2 separate regions of the Muntiacus reevesi genome follow, and region 1 is linked to region 2. A link is a contact called in public Hi-C data. All regions are on one chromosome and are shown on one strand. The core of a region is the stretch at or near the end of the contact, and the rest is flanking DNA. Distances in the headings are between cores, read along the strand shown. Region 1 holds the start of TBC1D2 (TBC1 domain family member 2). Region 2 holds the start of XPA (XPA, DNA damage recognition and repair factor).

Evidence for each region. Hi-C and Micro-C count contacts between places; a contact is called where the count stands out from the background.
Region 1: a contact with region 2 is called in a Hi-C map of muscle, with 6 times the contacts expected there. The contact joins the promoter of TBC1D2 here to the promoter of XPA in region 2. A contact is called at or near these places in 2 of 3 Hi-C or Micro-C datasets (blood and muscle).

The regions. Positions count from the first base shown.
Region 1 is chr17:59,117,541-59,124,573 of mMunRee1.1, forward strand. TBC1D2 (TBC1 domain family member 2) reads right to left here and starts at 3,985. Exons shown (of 11, transcript XM_065908012.1): 1 at 3,432-3,985; 2 at 676-817. The coding sequence starts at 3,806. LOC136148458 (a long non-coding RNA gene) reads left to right here and starts at 3,712. Exons shown (of 7, transcript XR_010659501.1): 1 at 3,712-3,822.
Region 2 is chr17:58,684,927-58,691,786 of mMunRee1.1, forward strand. It overlaps XPA (XPA, DNA damage recognition and repair factor), which reads right to left and starts at 2,803. Exons shown (of 6, transcript XM_065908090.1): 1 at 2,587-2,803. The coding sequence starts at 2,758.

The DNA.
Region 1 (7,033 bases), core at 2,735-5,234, 430 kb after region 2:
CTGTCTCAGTTCTAAAGCCTGCCAGTCACAGTCCCGGCTGCAGTATGGGGGTAGGAGGGCATGAGCTCCAGGACTCCTCCATGCTGAGATGTTTCAGGATTTGGGTTCTTATGGGTCACCTGGGGTGATGGTTCTGCTCTACAGAAACACGGGATTTGGTCACGGATCTACTCGACTCACAGCACAAAAGCATTTATGTCAGAAGCGACAATAGCTGCATTTTCTCATTAACCTTCCTCACAGGTTGTGAAATTTCTTGAGATCTTCACATAATTGCCATCATCATAATATTAGCTGATGCTTACTAAGCTCTGACAATGATCAGGCATCATTCCAACCACTTAAGCCGCGTGGATTCATGTAATCTTTATAATAACCCTAAGAAGTAGGTATAGTTTATTAACCTCATTTTACAGGGAAGGAAATTGAAGCTCAGAAAGGTTAAGCAACTTGCCTAAGACTGCACAGGATGAGGATCTAAAGTCAGCCGGCATGGCCTCAGAGCCTGTGTTCTTGCCATGGATGCCATACTGTCGCCCTAGCTGATCCCGAGTCACGTCCCTGGCTCTCTGCTTCTTTAGCAGAGGACTCCTCCCATTCACTCCCAACAGGTGGGTAGAGGCTTGGTCACCAAAAGCCCTGGGTGTGTGGGCAGAAGGCAAGCCCGCTGGGTACCTGGCTCAGGGCGCAGGGCAGGCCCATTCCCAGGCAGAGCAGCGTCGGGGGCCGCAGGAGGTGCAGGCAGGCTGTTGTGGAACTCCCAGCGCTTCATCTGCAGTTGCTGCAGCCAGTACAGCATCACTTGCTTGGTGGCAGCCTGGGAAGCACAAGGGTTAGTTGGCAAAGGCCCACATGGGGGGACCAGGTGTGGGATGTGAGAAGATTAGGGGAAGCTTGGTAACTCTCCCCTTCCTGAGAAAGCAAAAACCAAACCAAACAGTGCCACTGTGGATGGGTGCCCATCTTTGCAACACCACATGTTCCTTGGGCACAGGGGACAACCAGGCTCTGAGCTTCTACTCAGAGATGTCTTAACCTTTTTGGGCCTCAGTTTTTTCATCTGTACTGCAGTGATGATAACACTCACTCCATAAGGTGGTTAGGAGAGTGAAATGAGGGAAGGAAAGTGTCCAGCAGAGCTCCTGACATGCAGCAGGTGCTCAAAAAGTGCTCAGTGGATAAAAGGGTCTGGAGACATTGAGAGAGAGGGAGAGAGCTTTGAAATTCTGACTTGGCTGCGGCCTGGGTAGCCTTACTACCTTCTTGTGGGACATCACAGTGTCCTAGTCAGCTTTGTGGAATGAGGAGAATCCCTCCTTTTTGAGAATGATACAACTGGGACCTGGAAAGTCATACGCACACAACAACAGAGTGGCACCTCCAGCAGCCCCCACGAGGTGTGCCTGATGCTGGTCATCGGTCCCCCAGTACTGGACGGTCCGCACACCTACTCTCACCTCCATTACGTGGCCTGACCCTCCACTGGGGAAGCCGGGCAGGAGTGCTTGGCCCCTTCTATAGATGGAGAAACTAAGGCTCTGAGGTGGCCCAGGCAGGTGGTGGTAGAGCTGGTCCCAGAACCCGGGTCTCCCACTTCCAAGTCAGAGACCTGTTATAATATATGGCCAGGAGATTGTGACTTACGGAGAGAAGGCCGGGGATCAGATGGGCTGCAGACGCCGGGCAGCTCGCTAGGATTGGAAGGTGAGCCTCACAGAGATGACCACAGTCAAGGCCACGTGAGAACATGAGCAAGCAACCAGCGCAAGCCCTCTTCTCAAGAGGACCACTGGTGAGGTGTGCAGAAGGTGGGGGCTCCATGAAAGGGGCCCTCAGCCTGCCATGGAGGGATCAAATCAGGTGAAATGCTGCCACCATTCTTTTTCTATATATCAATGCTTTCCCTGAGAGACCTCAGCTTCTCCCAGGGCTTCACCATGACCTTGTGCTCACAGACTCCCACTCACATCCAAACATCCCATTTTATTAATTCTTCAGACATGTGTATATTGAGCATCTATGGTATGTGTCAGGGACTGTGGGAGGCAATGGAGACACGGTGAGCCCACACGGCCCCTGTCCTCTGGAAACTTAGGAATCTACCAAGGGCACACATGACTGTATGTCCTGCTGTTCCCTCCTCTGGGGTTCCCTCCCGTCAGTGACTGGGCCTCCTCTCCATATCCACAGCCACCTGCATGTGTCTCCTTCCCCAGTGCCACAGCTCAGCCACCCTTCTCTCCTGACAGACTACCCCCCCCCCCCCCCCCCCCCCACTGCAGCCTGCTCACAAGATTGGCCTGGACATTAAAGTGCAACTGAAAGCTCTGAGCTCTATCCAAGGGGCTCAGCAGAGTCCCCACGGGCGGGAAGGGGGGTGGAGGCGCAGGAAGACAGGGTGGGGGGGGAGGGACGCAGTCTCCGGGCACACTGCTCTCCGAGTGTAGATTCCAGAGCTCCGAGCCCACACCAGTCTTTCTCTCCAGCTAAGTTCTAGGCACTTTCACTCGACAAGTACTTTCTGACCTTGGTTCTGTCACTATGTTTGGTTATTCAGAAAATACGTATCAAGCACCCACTACGCGCCAGCAGGAGTCTAGGCTGAGATTAATTCAGCTGCCTGTCATGTGCCAGGTGCTTACATAACTTGTTTTAGTCTCACAAACTATCTAGGTACTGAGAGGTTAACTTGCCTTGAGTCACACAGTGAGTAGATGATGCAGACTTTGAATCCAAGCCTGTCTGATTTCAAAGCACGTGGCCTTTGCAATGCTTCAGGCTTTTCCAGTTAAATATGATAATAAAACAGAACTTACTGATGAGAAAACAGGTTTGGATATGCTTCAATGAACAACGTAGGTTGATCAGTGAAACCTAAGTATTTGTCTCCCAATCTCTGCCAACGTTTTCTCAGCATTCACTCCCCCTGGCTACAACATCGGGAAAAGTAATTCAGAATCCAGGCCTTGAAAGTTGATTGCAAAACTCATACCTTGACTATACTTCAGCCCTAAGTAAGAAAGTTATGGTGACTGCCTAGTTTTTTGTTGTTAAGCTGGTAAGTCTTGTCTGACTCTTGCAACCCAAAGGACTGTACCCTTAAAGTTTTGATAGGGTATGCAAAGCTATGAGATTCCAAGTGTGGGCTACACTAGTTTCCAGTGGTGTGACTCACACCAGGCCCTTTACCCCTTTATGACTCAGTTTTTTGATCCGTAATATACGTCCATCATCCCGGCCTTTACTGCAGGAACCTAATGAGGAGATAGGTGTGACTGCGCTTTGAAAACCACAAAGCCCTGGGCACTCGGGGCTCACTGAGGTGATCGGGGTCGGTGATTACGGCACGTTTATTGTGACCACCCACCTGTGCCTGGCGGTGCCCTGGGATCCCATCCCGGCCAAAAGGGCGAAAGAAGTGCTCCATTTACCTTCAAGGTAATTATCCGGCTGGGAGTCTTGATTTCAAAAGTGCCCTCCTCGGCGTCCGCCTTGCAGTCAAAGACCGCACTGGAGAGGTCGATGCTGTCCAACGGATTCGCATCCTGCGCGGTCCGCGAGTAATACAGGTGACATTTCCTCTCGTCGAAGAAGAACCAGCGGGACTTCCAGCCCCGGATGGGCCCCTTGCCACCAAACTTACTTAAATATCCACAGAGTTTTTTGGGGGCCGCCTCCAGGGACCGGGTGCAGCCCTCCGACTCCTCCGAAGGCGACACCTCGGGGACCCTGGCCGAGCCGGCAGGCTCTTCGGACCACGGGACGGAGGATCCAGACTCCGCGGGGCTCTCCTGCGCGCCCTCCATCTCTGAGGGACCGGAGGTGAGTGGCCCAACCCCAGTCAAATCTTCAAAACTCAGGTGGTAACCTTCCAAGAGGGAGTGATCCGACGGGGGCGCGGCCAGCGGTGACCCGCCTCCGGGAGACGGCGGAGGGACTCGGTTGGCGGCATCTGTGAGCCTCGCAGATCCAAAGCCCAGTAGGGGCGGGTGGCCACGCCCATGCGGGCCTCGCCCGCCAGGACACGCCCCGACGCGCCCCTTCCGGCCGCTCCCGTCCCGCCTACTTCAGGCTTTTCCTCGCTGCCTGTCCGCCATCTTTACTGGGGGCAGCTTCCGGCGTGAGGCGGTCCACAGGTTGGAGGCGTGGTGTCCCCGGATTAGTTCACCCGCGGCAGGGAAACGGAAAGAGACGCCGGTCCTCGAGGACACTGCTGTGGTAACTCGCGTCATGACGTGGAAGGGTGGGCCTTTCTCGCGCCTCGGGGGCCTCCCGCCTTTTCTCCTCAGGTGCCGCTCCGGTCAGCGTCGGACGGCGGACCGCGCGGCCATTGGCTGAGAGGGACGGCCTTCTCAGTGTCGCCACTTCCGGCCCCGCTCACGGCGCGTGGGGCTCGTGGGCTCTGCCAGGGTCTCGTTACCCGCGGCAGTTTATTCGCGGACCACCCCTGACCGCGGCGGCCTCTCCGCCCTCCGGCCCAGCCTCCTTCTCTGGCTGCCGGCGTTACGTGGGGCGCCTGGTCCGGCTGCTGCCCTGACGGGGGTCGGACTCCGCAAATTGCACACAGACAGATGTGTACCTAGGCCCTGACTGACTCGCTCAACCTCATGTCCCCTCCTACCACTTAACCTTGAGTTTTGCCGCCTCCCTCCGGTCCTAGGTGCGTCCCTCCTCGTCTGTCCACCTCTTCCGCGGCTTCCTGGTGCCCTGGCCCTTTCTCAGCTCCCCTCCCTCTAGCTGCTCTTTCTCTGCAGCCCTTCACAGAATTCTCATTTTTCCGGGTAAATTATGCCCAGAGACTGAGATTCTTTGCCAGTACAGTAATTTTTTTTTTTTTTTACATATGTTTACTGCAGAAATTATAATTTATAATAACAGTATTTCCCAAGTCACTAGTATACGGGATAATGTCTCTTAATAAGCTAATGAAGACGTAACATCCTCCGAACCGTAAGAGGGCCACAAGGTTAAAACTGTTTTGATAGATGATTTCTAAAACTGTTTTTCCTGTCTTCCCCTTGCATGGCTGGGAACTAAATTTGCATTCTTTGTTACTGATTAATGCTGGCGGGCCTTCTTGCTAGTTTTGTTGTCCCTCAACCCCAGTCTTAAGACTTTCCTTAAATACTCCTGGTTTCTCCCCAGAAGGCAGGCTGGTAATTGTCACGAAGTTAGTCTGCTACTGTGCTCATTTGCTGGCAAATCAATAAATTTCGCCTTCCTTTATCCTCAGAACCTTCTCATTATCCTCAGTCTGCATTGGGAAGGAGGACCGAATTTTCAATTACAAAATCAGTGTTATGTTAATTATACTGTTGTTCCAGCCAAAGGGGGGAAATGAAAGCAATAAAATCCAACTTTAGTTCAGGTGTACCTTTCTACCAGTTGGTTCCTGGTATAGCCAGTCCTTCCTTCAAGTTGGGTCCCATTACCGATGTTGGTAGAGGTTGCTCCAGAGGTTATTCCTCCAGGGACCCTTACACGGCTTGTGCCACTGCCTACAAGGACTGGCACTGCCAGGTTAGGACCAGGTCTCCCTTCTTTTCTGAGACTGCTGCACAGTTTAATGCTGCTGTTGACCAGGAGTAGCCTGACTGGGGCCGGAGCAAGTGTCTGCAGAGCTTCACCGAAATATTTGAATCAGCAAAGAGTAGCCTTGCCCAGACGGAACACCCTAGACTTGCTCATCAGACCTCTTGGTTTTTATCCTCTAACAGTCCATCATCTGATGGACACTGCTGTCTTTAGTATAATGATGTAATGGTCCTCTCCACTCTGGGTGTGAAAGTTCGGTAAGAAAGTCCTAATATCCTACTTCAAAACAGTTTTTTCAAAGCAAATTCAAACCACAGACAACTTTGTCCCCAACAGCTAGTTTTCCAAAGATGGATTTGAAATCATCATCAGTCAGTATCAGACACTGGTGCACTCTCAGTGGTGGTGACGAGAGGCAGTGGATGAAGGTGAGGGTTCTGTGGTCCCTTTCCAGCTTGGCAGTCTTGAGCGATTTGCTCATGCAAGGTCTCAGACTTCTCATCTGTAAACATGGGAGACAGATTTAGGTAAAGTTAATGAAACTTAAGCTCACCTTCAGGGACTACTCAATTTGTTATATTTATTTTTTTATTCTGAAAAAGCATCCATCTTTGTATCTAGCTTTGTGTTAATGTTTTTTTTTTCCCCTCAAGTTGTGCAGATTTGATAGGCTCATTTTCTTTTCTTGTTTTTAAAAAAATATTTGCTTATTTATTTGGCTGTGCCGGGTCTTAATTGCGACATGCGGGATCTTGAGTTGCGGCAAGCAGAATTTTTGGTTGTGGCATGTGGGATGTAGTTCCCTGACTAGGGATGGAACTCAGGCCCCCCACTGCATTGGCAGCATGAACCACCAGGGAAGTCCTGTGTATTATTCTTCAATACTGTATAAATTCCAGTTTCCATAAATCTGGATCCCATGATCAATATTGCGAGAGTTACTTTGCTTTTAAAGTAATTTGTGTGAAGCTGCAAGCACAGAGGGTGGGACACAGTAAATGTTAACTGTAATTAAAACTCAGTAAAGAAGACCTTGAGGCAAAAGGCAGTGAACCACAGACAGGATGGTAGATTATATAGTAGAATTCATACCATTTAAAACTTGGAAATACTACAATTACAATTGGAGATTGTAGCACACCACTTTTAGCGTTTGTGAGATTTGCTGGAAAACAGCCACAAAAAACAAAGATACAGAGATCAGAAGGCAATGATAAGGTTGAATCAGTTAAATAGGGATTTTTTATGTTATGCTCCATGTCAAAAAGACATTTTTGTTATCTAGAAAGATTTTGTGCCAGCAAGTACCTTGTCATGAAAATTTGAAAATAATAACAAAAAAAGTTAACCAAACACTCTATCTCTTAGAAGTAAAAACAAATTTTCTAAATAGCTATTGGGTAAAAAGGAAAATAGCTGCCATTATGAACTATTTGGTGGAGGAAGGTAAAGACAATAAAAGCTGTGCTTATCAATATTCAGCTTGAATGCTTAGTCA
Region 2 (6,860 bases), core at 1,553-4,052:
TCTTGATTCCAGCTTGTGCTTCCTCCAGCCCAGCGTTTCTCATGATGTATTCTGCGTATACTAAAGCTAAATACACATTCCCCCTAGGAGCCAGGGTTACATTTCTAGGTATATACACAATAGAAATGTGTGCATATGTCCACCATAAAACATATATCAAAATGCTCACAAATGTTTTCCTTTTAATAGCTCCAAACTGGAAACAACCCAAATTTCCATCAAAAGGGAAATGGAAAAACTACAATGTAAAAACATAAAAGAGTACTATAGAACATATAAATGATATAAATTATATGATATAAATCATATAAATGAACAGATTACCAATACATGCAACAACAGGGATGAATCTCTCAGGTATTACTTTGACCAAAAGAAGTCAGATACTGTATGATTCCATTCATATAATGTTCAAAAACAGATGGTACTAATCAAATCCTCAGAAGAGTAGTTACTTCTGAGGGTGAGTAACTGATCAGGAAGTGACAGTAGGGAAACTTCTAAGGTTCTGGAAGTGTCAGTACAGTATATTGATGCTGTGTATTAGACATGAGCACTCACACAGGTAAAATTCAGATAAGTGCACTTTACATTAAAGTATGTTATAACTAATTCTTTAAGACATAGAGGTATTATTCTGCTTAAATCACTCCCCTTCCCTGGCCTCAATTTCTTTTTCTATTATATAAAGGGATTAGAGTATAATAAGCCTGTTTCTACAGTTAACAGCAATTTTCATATTTTACTATACTGCCCGTTCATCTCCTTATATCCCTGCATTAGCCTGAGCGCTTTTATCTCTGTAATTCTGAAAAATAGTTTAGCATTCCATGAATACTTACTGACTGGATAGAAAATGTACCAGAATATGATTTTGATTTCATGAATGTCATAAGAAGAAGGGAAGCTGTGGTTATTAAGACTATAATTAGAGCAGGATCCTGAACAATGCTGCTGCTGCTAAGTCACATCAGTCGTGTCCAACTCTGTGCGACCCCACAGACGGCAGCCCACCAGGCTCCCGTCCCTGGGACAACGCTAAATCAGGCCAAAACCCAAGCCCCATTTCTCTCCACGGCTGTGCCTTGCATTTCCCCAGGCCCGTAGCACTACTCTTAGCAACACATTCTAAGCAAGTTCTTCTCAGTCTTTTCCAAGGCATGTCATAGCACACAGAGAATATGAAAACTATACATATGGAAATAAAAGTATTACAAAGAACAAAAATCTCAGCACCTAACTAACTCGAAGCACAGGTTGTCTATAATGCAACAACACAGTTCAGTTCTTTGGTAAATGCCCAAGAAATCTTACAAGATATTCATGCTGCCTTGCTTTCCATTATCAGACATTTAATACCACTTTATGCTCTACTTTGCACCCCTGTCCCATAGCCATTTTACACATTTAGAAATCTTTATGGAATCATGAATTGAATTAATCCATGCAGATGAAGAACATTTTGTCCTGACCCTAGAATGCTTAAAAGTGGCCAAAATGTGCAGATTCCGTGTCAGTATGAATGAATACAGACATGCAGCCAGCTCTTTTCACTCTTCCTTTCTTCTGGCTGATGAGAAGGGGTAGCAGATCACACAGTTCTGACTGAGCTCAACTGCTCAGGTAGGTTTGGACACAGGTTTAGGAAAACAGGTGCTTCACATTATAGAGGCAATCCTGAAGAACCACATGTCACCCAAACTGTACTTCTCTGGGGAAAATGACTGGTTGACCCCCACTGGAGAATTACATGATAGGCAAAGAGACAGGTAGCCAAGTGCTGCTCTAAGAAAAGGGAAAGATGAAATCCAAGCAAGAATAACAGCCCTTCATCCTAAGAGTGAGAGAAATGCCTAGTATAGCAGAGGCAACTAGTGAGCAAGGAAGGGCCCTGAATCCAGCGTCAGACGACCTGAGCTCTAGTCCTGATTAGCCTTTGCACTTACTGGGATGAACCTGAGCAAACCCCCTTTCCTTTCCTGATCCTCAGTTATCATCTCAGTATAACACGGATACCAAGCCCTGCCCTAAAGAACTCAAGGTTAGCTGTTTGAATCACATGAGCCAATCTGAAAAACGTGAAGCGCAAAGGTGCACTCTGCTACCCCCAGGAAGGCAGGAGCTAGGGCCTGTCTGCTCCCAGCGCGTAGCAAGCACTGCGTACCAGCCCGTGTTACACGGATGCATGAGCTGGCGCAGGGCTCCTACTCACAGGAGCTGTAAGGTCTAAGCTTTACACAAAGACCACCCCTGGGGCCCGCGGACACTGCAGGAAGAGAGCAGCGAGGGGGAGCTGAGACCCTGGCTGGCACCTCCAGACGGCGAGGGAGGCTGCATCCCCAGACTAAGGGCGGCGGCTGGGCCGCCCAAGGCAGGGAGGAAAGGCCAGCGCTGGGAGTCGGGGTCGCCCTGTGGCCCGGACGGCCCGCAGTGCCAGTCCCCGACGGGCGCACTCCCTGCCCCCTCCGCCCGCCCCGCCCCGGGGCTGGCACGCGTCTGCGCGCAGACGCGAGAGCGGGGCGCCCCGTCCAGGACGCGGCCCGGCCCCCAGCAGAGGAGAGGCAGGCGCCGCCAAGGCCCGGCTACCTCCAGCGGCCGCAGCGGCCGGCGCCGGGTACGGCCGGGCCGCCAGCCGGGCCTGGCGCAGCATCAGCGCCCGCTGCCGCTTCCGCTCGATGCTCGCCCGCACTGAGGCGGACAGCTCCGCTGGCGGTTCTGAAGCCGCCGGCCCCGACGAAGCCGCCCCGGCGGCGGCCATCTCCAACCTGCCCGCGGTCGGCGGCTCTAGCTCCGCGCACGCGCGCTGGTGGCCCCGCGGGAGTCGCCGGCACCGCCCCCTAGAGGGCGCGCCTGCGCAGTCCCAGAAGGAAGTGGGGGAGGAGAGGCGGAGCGTGAGGTCTGCGCACGCGTCGGCGCCGAGGCTTCCTGCCGGTTCCTGAGCCAGCGCGAGAGCCAGCGCGGAGATCAGCGATCAGCATCTGGTCATCCCTGAAACAACAGTTTCGCTTGGTAGTTCAGAGTATGGGCTTTGGACTCAGTCCAGTCGCTCAGTCGTGTCCGGCTCTCTGTGACCCCATGGACTGCAGCACCCCAGGCCTCCCTGTCCATCACCAACTCCCGGAGCTTGCTCACACTCACATCCATCGGGTCGGTGATGCCATCCAGCCATCTCATCCTCTGTCGTTCCCTTCTCCTGCCTTCAAAATTTCCCAGCATCAGGGCTTTTTCCGATGAGTCGGTTCTTCGCATCAGGTCGCCAAACTTTGGAGTTTCCGCTTCAACATCAGTCCTTCCAATGATATTCAGGACCAATTTTTCCTTCAGGATCGACTTCTTTGATCTCCTTGCAGTCCAAGGGACTCTCAGGAGCCTTCTCCAACACCACAGGTCAAAAGCATCAATTCTTCAGCACTCAGCCTTCTTTATAGTCCAACTCTCATATCCATACATAACTACTGGAAAAACCTTAGCTTTGACTAGACAGACTTTGTTGGCAAAATAATGTCTCTGCTTTTTAATATGCTAGGTTGGTCATAGCTTTTTTTCCAAGCAGCAAGAGTCTTTTGATTTCATGGCTGCAGTCGCCATTTGCAGTGATTTTGGAGCCCAAGAAAATAAAGTCTCTCACTGTTTCCATTGCTTCCCCATCTATTTGCCATGACGTGATGGGACCAGGTGCCATGATCTTAGTTTTCTGAATGTTGAGTTTTAAGCAAGCTTTCTCACTCTCCTCTTTCACTTTCATCAAGAGGTTCTTTAGTTCCTTTTCACTTTCTGCCATAAGGGTGGTATCATCTGTGTATCGGAGGTTATTGATATTAATCCCTGCAATCTTGATTCCAGCCTGTGCTTCATCAAGCCCAGCATTTTGCATGATGCAATCTGCATATAAGTTATATAAGCAGGGTGACAGTATACAGCCTTGACCTACTCCTTTCCCAATTTGGAACCAGTTGATTGTTCCATGTCCGGTTCTAACTATGGCTTCTTGACCTGCATATAGATTTCTCAGGAGGCAGGTCAGGTGGTCTGGTGTTCCCATCTCTTAAAGAATGTTCCACAGTTTGTTGTGATCCACACAAAGACTTTAGCATAGTCAATAAAATAGAAGTAGGTGTTTTTCTGGAACTCTCTTGCTTTTCCTATGATCCAATGGATGTTGGCAATTTGATCTCTGCTTCCTCTGCCTTTTCTAAATCCAGTTTGAACATTTGGAAGTTCTCGGTTCACAGGCTTGGAGAATTTTGAGCATTATTTTGCTAGCATGTGAGATGAGTGCAATTTTGCCGTAGTTCGAACATTCTTTGGCATTGCCTTTCTTTGGAACTGGAGTCAGACTTGGGTTAAACCCTATCCCTGACACTTGCCATCTGCATGACTTCAGAAAGTCATGAATTAACCTGAATTCAGTTTCTCCAGTAGTAAAATGAGGATAATTATGGAACCACTTCCATGGTTGTTAGGAGGATTAGATGCAGCCTTTTAGCACAATGCCTGGCACACAGAAAGATTCCAAAAATGATGGCAGCTAGTAGTTACAGTAGTGCCAATTCAAGAGAGATCAATAGATGATTGGTCTGAATATACTGAATGCCTGGCCTAGGGGGACAGGATCTTTTTAGATTTTGGTTTAAACAGCAAAGAACACCCAGGTTTTCACTTGCTGTGTGACATCATACAGATGTAGCACCAGGTACCCAAGGCTGGTAAGCAAGAGCTCGGCTATCTTTTCCTAGAATATTTCTTCAGTGTGGATGAGTCGCCACCAAGTAGGGAGTGGGTTTGGAATTTGAGCCAAATCCTAACTTCCCAAATGTGTGGCAAATTTAACAAATGAAACATTGCATGATTTTCTTAAAATGTATGCTTTTTCTTTATTACAAATAAAACTTAACTAAAGCCAGCAAACATTAAGTTCTAATTACTACATATACCATTTGGAACTAGGTTTTAGAGCAAGCTGGCACACTGCAGTTTCCCTCAATAGTTAATGATTAAAGTTTGAGAAACATTAAGTTAGTGGTTCTATCAGTTATACATATATTCGAACTGAAAGACCTTATATAAAGCATACAAATGCTGAGATTTTCTGGTTGAACTGGAGACAGAAACCTCAAGCCATCACTACTGCCTTTCTCCTCAGATTGCTCCCTATCCATGGATCTTGTCCAGGTGATAAAATCTCAAATTCTATTTGACACCAAAAGCATGAGCAGCAAAAGAAAAATCAGTTAAATTTAACTTCATCAAAATTAAGAATTTTTGTTCATCAGAGGACACCCTCAAGAAAGTGAAAAGACAACTCACAGAATGGGAGAAGATATTTGGAAATCATATACAGGTTCCCATGTCCCCTATCCAAAAGTAGACCATTGCTAAGAAATCTTTTGTAAACCAAAATGCCACAAAGCAAAGAAGCAATTAGCTTAGAACACATCTTGCTAATGAATGTGTATGCACAAAATAAGTGAAGATAAAGCACAGATGCTCAGAGACAGTTCACAGCTATGGTGACTGGAGGCCAAGGTGCTGAGGGTAGATCCAGGGGAAGGAGGTTCTTGGTGTCACTCTCTCAGAGTGAGCCGCCTCTGTCACGGCTCGTTGCCAAACAAATGTGACGCATGTAGAGGACAAAGGTGTGGATACCAAGGGGGGAACGGGAGGGATGAATTGGGAGATTGCTTTTGACAAATACAGACTGCGGTGTATAAAACAGAGAACTTATGATAAGTACAGGGAACTCTACTCAATGCCTGCTGGGACCTAAATGGGAAGGAACTCCAAAAAAGATGGGATGTCTGTATATGTATAGCTGATTCACTTTGCAGAAACTAACAATGTAAAGCAATTATACTCAAATACAAATTAATTTTTTTAATGCAAAAATGGTTACTAGTGAAGGTCTTTCATAAGTGCAAAATGACATAAAGCAAACTTGAAAAGCAAGAGACATACCTGTATCTAAAAAGGGAATTCTTACAACTAAGTAACAAAAAGACAATGGTTTGTAAATGAGCAAAGGACTTAAATAGATATATTTCTACAAATGGCCAAACAAGCACAATGAAAAGATATTCATCATTAGTGAAATGGAAACGGAAAAGCATCAGATCAAAGTGAGGTGAGAGACCATTTCACACCAACTACATGACTAGAATTAAGAGAAAAAAGAAAACAAAATAGCAAGTGTTAGCAAAGATGTGGGAAAACTGGCATCCTCCTAGCCGGAATGTAAAACAATGTTGCTGATGGCAAATGGTTTGGCTCTCCTTCAAAAAGCTAAACATGGTCAGCAATAAGTCAGCACAGAAGTCAGCAATTTCACTTCTGGGTAAAAAGAACTGAAGTCCTCAGAGACTGAAAACAGGTGTTCACACAAAAACTTGCACACAAATGCTCATAGCAGCACTGTTCACAATAACCAAAAGAGTGAAACTACCCAAATGTCCATCAAATGATAAACATAAATAAAATGTGGCATATCCATACAAGGAAAATAACTCAGCCATAGAAAGGAAGTACTGACACATGCTACAACATGAATGAACCTTGAAAATATTATGCATTTCTTTTATATGAAACATTTGGAATAAGCAAACCCATAGTAACATAAAAGGCATATGAGTGGTTGGCAGGGACTGAGGGGAGAAAGAGATGAGGAGTGACTGCTTAATTAGTGTGGGGTTTCCTTTGGGGGTAATGAAATGTTCTATTGCGGCAGTTTCACAACATTGTGAATGTACTACATGCTACTAATGGTAAATTTTATAATAAGTTTTTTAAAAATTCAAATTCTGACTGGGCCCAGGCAGGTAATGGAAGTTAATGAATCCATCCAGGTGTCGCACTCTGGTAAAGTG